Regions from separate parts of the Mus musculus genome. Here region 1 is linked to region 2. Evidence: chromatin contacts called from public HiChIP or PLAC-seq data. All regions are on one chromosome and are shown on one strand. The core of a region is the stretch at or near the end of the contact, and the rest is flanking DNA. Distances in the headings are between cores, read along the strand shown.

Evidence for each region. HiChIP or PLAC-seq counts read pairs in DNA pulled down with a chosen protein or histone mark.
Region 1: an H3K4me3 HiChIP or PLAC-seq map of embryonic stem cells shows a contact between it and region 2, with 19 read pairs. The contact joins the promoter of Soga1 here to the enhancer-like site in region 2. A contact is called at or near these places in 8 of 39 promoter capture datasets (3T3-L1-derived adipocytes, the C10 cell line, the HPC-7 cell line and 4 more), 2 of 115 datasets of contacts at active chromatin or transcription factors (embryonic stem cells and microglia) and 3 of 9 other capture datasets (adipose tissue, liver and pancreatic islet).

Annotation. Positions count from the first base shown.
Region 1 is chr2:157,077,790-157,081,715 of GRCm38.p6, reverse strand. It overlaps Soga1 (suppressor of glucose, autophagy associated 1), which reads left to right and starts at 2,451. Exons shown (of 15, transcript NM_001164663.1): 1 at 2,451-3,487. The coding sequence starts at 2,807. It also overlaps a transcript of Tldc2 not described here.
Region 2 is chr2:156,965,443-156,969,010 of GRCm38.p6, reverse strand. All of the region lies in intron 2 of Ndrg3 (N-myc downstream regulated gene 3), which reads left to right. Among named protein-coding and RNA genes, the nearest start is that of Ndrg3, 25 kb to the left of the region's middle. Within about 2 kb of position 1,835, at least 33 of the 459 cell types and tissues checked have an H3K27ac peak or open chromatin away from gene starts, as enhancers often do. A contact at or near this core is called in embryonic stem cells, microglia and pancreatic islet, where this site is marked.

The DNA.
Region 1 (3,926 bases), core at 1,202-3,701, 110 kb before region 2:
GTGCCTTCAGAGAGTTGTTCTACAGTTTAGGTGGCAGGGCTGGTGAGAGAATTCACTTCTCTACTCCTCACTGGTGGTGGCTCCAGGCTGTCAGGGAAGCTTCTGTAAGGTCCGGTAGCCAGTGGGGACTAGAGCTAGAGTTGGCTGGACGGACTTTACGGGACCACCCCATGAGACCTAACCGTACTTTTCATGTGGTGACCGGATTCCACGGATGGAGAGAGGGAGCAACAGAGAAAGCTTGTGAGTGAGGGCTTGCCAGATGCCATGCCATGCCATGCCACAGAGGTCTTCTGCCCAGGCTGGAGGGCAGGAAGCAGACCCTGAGGCTGTTGGCAGTGCCAGGATGGCTATGAGAAGAGCTAGCGATCCGATGGGTGACAGCAACTCCTAAAAGTTGTCCTCTGACCTTTTATGTGCACTGTGGCATGTGTGCACTTGTGTGTGTGTGTATGCATGTGTGACATGCACACATTACTACTACTACTACTACTACTACTACTACTACTACTACTACTACTACTACAACAACAATTGGAATATATATCATGTGCTTCTTTTTGGAGAATGCAACCAGACATAAATTCCTTAATCCTGCTGGGCGGTGGTGGCGCAAGCCTTTAATCCCAGCACTCGGGAGGCAGAGGCAGGTGGATTTCTGAGTTCGAGGCCAGTCTGGACTACAGAGTGAGTTTCAGGACAGCCAGGGCTACACAGAGAAACCCTGTCTCGAAAAGCCAAAAAAAAGTTCCTTAATCCTTCTGAGACAAGAGTTGACAGACTTTTGTACTCCCAGCTGTTTGGAAAGCTTAAGCCCATGAATTCAAGGCCAGCCTGGCAATAAAATGAGACACCATCTTGAGAGAGAGGTGTGGGGGGAGAATTCTAAGATTCTTTGTTGAAATATGGAGCATGGTCTGCATTAGTGCCTACCCAGCTGAGGATGGTCTCATGCATATGCCCTCACACTGCAAAAACCCATGTTCTATAGGAAGCAACAAGTTTCAAGAACTGCACATTCTCTCTGTATCACTTCAATGAGCCCCTTAAGAGCAGGGACAATCACGATAATGAACTTGTAATGGACCCATTAGAGCAGGCTAGGACTGGACTCCGCGGCTTGGGTGTAGGAGGACTCCCCAGGGTCCTCAGGGTTCCCAGGTGCTAGGCAGACCTGCTTGTACTTCGAGGTGGATGGTGGGTCAATAAAAGAAAAAGGAGTAGACCTTGAACTAGTTGGCCATGATGTAGGTCAGGTTAGGAGAAAGGGGAGGAGCCAAAGTAAAGATGAGGGAAGAAGAGGAGGACGAGGAACCCATGGAAAAGAAGGGGGAAAAGAGAAGGGGAGAGAAAGACCGAGAAGGGTCTAAAGGAAGAAAAAGAGGCTGCATAGTGTGTGTGTGTGTGTGTGTGTGTGTGTGTGTGTGTACGAGCTACCTTCTGGGTGGCAAGAGACTGGGCAGCTACCATGCTGATGAGTGCCTTCCCAGGGCCAAAGAACTTACTATGGTTTAGGCACAGTGTGGAGAGGGCAGAGGTGAGGAAGGTGTAAGGGATTCTGAGAAATTAACTCTGATAGCCTGAATAGCTCAAGAGGAAAGAAACCATGCCCACCAATACTGGGGCCTTGGAGTCTGTGGTGGAGTCAATCTGACCCTGTTGGTATTCAGGGTCACAGTCCCATGCCAGCCCCTAACCGGCCTAGAACCTGCCCCCTAAGCACCTAACGGTCTGGCATCCTCAAGGCACAGCCTGAAGTTAATCGCAAAGACCATGAAATTGGGGTCGGGGAGACAAGACTATGCCCGGGTTCATAGGCAACTAGGGTGTGCAAGATCCAAGATGCACGCGGAACGCCACGGTTCCAATGGCAGCGGACAGATAGACGAGGCAAAAGGAGTCCAGCATACTCTGTAGGATCCATCCTGCTTCCTTCTCAGACCAAGAACCGACCGCGTGCCAGGTCGTGTTCAGTTTAAGGTTCTATAGGATGGGGTCGTTTGTCATGCCCAGTTAAAGGGGGCGGAGTTCGCGCAGGCTCAGCACCCACAAGGGGCGCGCGGCGCGGTGCTGGGTGTGCATGGATGCTGGCTCCGGCCCTTTGAGGTCCGCGGGGCCTCTGCCAGGGAATAGTCTCTCCTGTCGTCCACGAGGCCCCTACGGCGACGCCGGGCTTCCAGGCTCCTCGGCCGGGTGTGATCCCCCAGCCCGCAGAGGAGCGGCCGGCGGCCCGGAGCGGCGGGAGCGAGCCGAGGCCGCGGCTGCCCGGGCCCGCCTGACCCTCGAGGGGGTCGCTGTTGCCTCGCGGATCCCTCCCTCGCTCCCCGCTCGCGTCCCTCCCCGCTGCTCCCGCCGCGTCCGCCTTTTGTTCGCCGAGCCGCGCGCCCCCGAGCCGAGGCGGCGGGGCGGGGAGCTGGCGGGGCTGCGTGGGGGGCGGGCCGCGCCGGGCGGAGCCGGGGCCCTGGCCTCAGCCGGACTGGGAGTCCGAGGCGGCGATCGCCGAGCAGGCTGCAGTCGGGGTCCGGGCGCACTCCGGGGGCGCGGCGAGGCGGAGGGGGCGGGCACCGGGCGGAGCCGGAGTCGGAGTCGCGGCGCCTGGAGGAGATCGGGCCGCGCGCTGAGAGCACCGAGTGGCGGAGAGGCCGCGCGGCGCGGGGCAGGGCCCGAGCGCAGCCCCCGGACGCAGGAGACCGGAGCGCAGTCGCGGCCTGAGCGGCGGGAGCGCATCCGAGACCCGCCGCAGGGACACCCAAGCCGGCCACTCCCGGGCCATGCGCGCCGCTCGCTGAGACCCGGGGAGGCCGCGATGGAGACGCCAGCGGGAGAGTCATCGGCGCGGGGCTACGGCCCCCCGCCTGCGCCCGCGCCCGCCGCGGAGAGGAAGAAAAGCCACCGCGCGCCATCACCAGCCCGGCCCAAGGACGTGGCCGGCTGGTCTCTGGCCAAAGGCCGCCGCGGCACAGGCCCGGGCTCCGCTACAGCCTGTGGCACCGCGTCCTCGGCGAGGCCCGACAAGAAGGGGCGCGCGGTGGCTCCTGGTACCCGAGGCACGGGGCCTCGGGTGGCCGGGGTGCGCACGGGGGTCCGCGCCAAGGGTCGCCCTCGTCCCGGTACCGGGCCCCGCCCGCCGCCGCCGCCGCCCAGCCTCACGGACAGTAGCTCCGAGGTGTCGGACTGCGCGTCGGAGGAGGCGCGCCAGTTGGGCCTGGAGCTGGCGCTGAGCAGCGACGCCGAGTCTGCGGCGGGCGGCCCGGCGGGGACCCGCACCGGGCAGCCGCCCCAGCCAGCGCAGTCGGGGCAGCAGCCTCCGCGGCCTCCCGCCTCCCCGGATGAGCCGTCGGTGGCCGCATCGTCGGTGGGCAGCAGCCGCTTGCCACTCAGCGCCTCGCTAGCCTTCTCCGACCTCACCGAGGAGATGCTGGACTGTGGGCCCGGAGGCTTGGTGCGGGAGCTGGAAGAGCTGCGTTCCGAGAACGACTATCTCAAGGTGGGGACCTGGGGGGGATGGGGGAGGCGCAGGGGCGGGAGAGGACTGGTCATCCGGGCTCAAGAGTCCAGGGCGCTGACCAAGCAGGGAGAGTGCCCCACCTTCTCTTCCCACTTTTCCGGTGAGGAGGATTATGGATAAGACACCGAGTAAAGGACCCCAATGTGCACTTTCCCACCCGCGGTAAAACTGTTTTAGAGGACACGTTCTGATGGGTGAGTGGGGATAGTCAGCCAAGGCTGACCTTCCCCCCCTCTAACCTGCCCAGGACCCCGGTCCCAGATCAGCAGGCTTTCTCGGCTCTCTGTTCTGGAACCAATGTCCGTGTGTTAGGCTGCCAGGGAAACCGTGCTATCCCCTGGCAAGGAGAGGCAGAACACCATCCTAAGTCCTTACCCAGGGCTTCCCCGGCAGGCCTGTCCTCGCCTGCCTTTTGGGG
Region 2 (3,568 bases), core at 586-3,085:
AGTCTGTAAACACCTTCTTGACTTCTGCTGACTGCCCCCCACAGTGTTTCCAGAAATCTCTACTCATTAAATACCATTTTTCTGTGTATATGAAGGACTGTACCACAAAGAAGAGGAAGATACTAAAATCTATAGTTATAAAGCGCAGGTCTGGCCACAGAAATGAGTATTCTCAGGGCAGGGGAAAGCAGACAGGTTAGCTTCAGCAAGGAAGTAACCTGACCTCAGAATCAGGTAGGGGAGTGCTTAACAATGCAGATCCCAGACCCCAGCTCCAGACCAGTCTCAGGGGTAAAGACGGTGCCAGCATGACTCAGGCTTGGCTTCTGGTTGGAACTACATGTGGAGATGTAAGAGTCGCTAATGCCAAGCTGTGCCTTCTTACTGACACCTTACGGAACTGGTCTGGGATATAGTGTAGTTGTTTTGTTTGTACTGAGGATTAAACAAAGGAATCCTGGTTGTGCTCAGCCACTAAGCTACTTACAAATAAGGGCATTGCTATCAGATTTGCTTGAATGTTACAGAGTGAATTCTGTCCCCCCAATTTTACACACTGAAACTTTAGCCCCCACCACATGTGACTTTTGGAGAGGAAGCCCTGTGACGGTCAGTTTTAATTGTCAACTTGACGTGATCTAGGATCACCCGGGAAGGCTGTCTTTTGGGATTGGTTATCTAGCTTAGGATGGTCTGTGGGCATGACTGGGGGTTTGTCTTGATTATACTAAGTGATGTGGGAAGATAGCCTAGCAGTAGGCAGCACCATTGTCTGGGGTTGGGTTCTGTATTGCATGAAAAAGGAGAAAGTGAGCTGAGCACTGGCGCTGTGTGTGGACTGGGCTGGGACGGACTGACTGGGGCTGGGACGGACTGACTGGGGCTGGGGCTGGGACGGACTGACTGGGGCTGGGGCTGACTGACTGGGGCTGGGGCTGGCTGACTGGGGCTGGGGCTGGCTGACTGGGGCTGGGGCTGGCTGACTGGGGCTGGGGCTGACTGACTGGGGCTGGGGCTGGCTGACTGGGGCTGACTGGGACTAGGACTGGCTGTTTCAAGTTCCTGCCACCTTGACTTCTCAGCTGCTATGGATTGTAACCTGGTTTGTGAGCGAAAATAAAACCTTCCTCTCCCAAGTTCCTTTTGTCAGGTTTTGTTTTTTTTTTTTTTAATTACAGCAACAGTATAAAACTAAGACAGACTTTAATAGAAGTGATTAAAGTTCAGTAAGATCAGAAACACAGAGCCTAATCTGATGGGTTGGTGGCCTCTTCTTGTTACTGTGTGAGGACTTAGTAAGAAGGCAGCCATTTGTAAAGCAGGAAGAGAGCCCTTATCAGAAACCGAAACCTCTGTCTTAAACCTTGCCGCTTCCTAAACTGTGAGGAATCAACTTTCTGTTGTTGTAGTTCATTGTGGCCAAATAGACTGACTCCAAGCAAAGCCCCACTCCCTAACGGCCTCTGGGCTCTCTTCCATGTGCTGTCCTGCTCCCATGAACTTCACACATTCCATCTTGCTCCTTCCTCCCTGAGACATGTTCCTGTCCCAGTTTCCATTCATGATCGCCCCATGTTCTGACTGAGCAGGCAAGAGTCCCCTTTGAACAATGGCGTTGCCGAGGACTACTGACTCCTTAGCTAGCCCTCCATCTTCCTGACTTCGGGGATTCCCTGGCGTTTGAAAACTGCCAGCTCTGCCCAGTAAGTTGGTACCTTTGTACATGTTGTAAAAGAAGCTGATGAGGAAAATGCCTCTCCTCCGTCTCCATGGTGTCATTTGATGCTCTGGGTGACTCTGTGAGGTAGAGAGCACGGAGAAGGACGTTTCTGTATTGCTGAGTGAACTAAAGCTAAGAAGGAAGTGGCTGGCAAGATTGAGTTCCAGGCACTGCTTGCAGGATTTCTCCGTATTGGCACTGGTGTTTGGACTGGGTGTTGTTTAGGACACTGTTCTACTATGTATTGTAGAATGTTTAGCAACAACGTCAGCCTGTGTCCACTAGATGCTACTAGCCTTCCCTAGCCCCCCACCCAGTGGTGACAACTAAAAAGGTCTCTAGATAGTGCTAAATGGGGTGCAAAGTCCATGAATGATGCTCACTGCTATTAAGAGGAAGCCTCTGGATCAGAACGAGTAGACGCCTTAAGCAACTTTGTTGTTGTTTGGCCTCCCTGTCCCCTCGCCCCCACCTCGGTTTCCTCCCTTCTCCCTTTCTTCATTATGGAGTATGGGCTATCCTGCTATTATTCATTTACTAACTAAGTACTTTTATGTGCCAAGTGCTTTACATGCATTCTCTCTTAATGCTCAGATTTCTCTTTAAAGTACTATAATCTTCACGTAACAGATGACAATATCTGATTGATAGGCCAGCTTGCTCAGTCAGTAAATGGTAGAGCTGGGTCTGAAACCCAAGATTTTCCTATTCTGAAATGTTCTGCCCGCCTGTGTGACCATCTAGACTTGGCCATTGTGACTTTTCTTGTCTCTTTAAGGAACAACCTAGAAATGAATATTATTTTACCCCATCTCTCACTTGATACTTTGCTCTTAGCATAAGATATTGCCAAACCCTTTCAGGCTTCAGGGACCTAAAAGGAATGTACACAGACCCTGTTACAGGGAAATGTGTCCTGGGGTGACCATAAGGAAGCATTTTCCATATATTTTAAGAGAAGCTCATGTTAACTTGTCTTATAACTTGTTGGTATTCTTCCCATTTTTATTTTAGTATGACTGTAATTTTGTCTATAGCTCAGAATTGTCAAGAAGTGGGTGAATTTGCCATGTTTATTTTGGCTCCAGTAATGAAAAGAAGTAACCACCAAAGCAGAATGTATAGATATATTTTCCCCCCTCAAATAACATTATAAATGTGGTAGTACAGAACTATAATACCAGTGCTTAGAAAGCTGAGATAAGAGAAGATTAAGCCCTAGATTACATAGCAAGACCCTGTTTTAAAAGAAAAAGGAAAGGCAGGCCCACCCCTGAAATCCTAGTACTTAGAGGGCAGAGGCAAGAAGGCTGTCAAGAGTCTAGGCTGCATAATGAGCTCCAGGCTAGCCAGGGCTACATAATAAGACTCTGTCTCAAAAAAGTATTTAGCCATTTTCAGAGTATTTTTAGAAATATTATTATTATTCTCCCAACTGGGCATGGTGGTACACACCTTTAATCCTGGCACACAGAAGGCAGAGGCTGGTGGATCTCTGAGTTCAAGGCCAGCCTGGTCTACAGAGCTAGTTCCAGGATAGCCAGGGCTATGTAGAGAGACCCTATCTCATCAAAAAACAAAACAAATAAACCAACCAAATATTGTGTTATTCTTCTATCCTCTTGCCAAATACTCAGCTGTTTTACAGATGAGGCTTATACCTGGTCCAAAGCCAGTGTCTATTAAAGTGTTAGAACCCAGACTAGTGCCTAGCACCTTTAACTTTTAAAAAATTATCTATCTATCTATCTATCTATCTATCTATCTATCTATCTATCTATCTATCTATCTATCTATCTGCATCAGTGTTTTGTCTGCATGCATGTCTGTGTTGTGAGAGTGTCATAT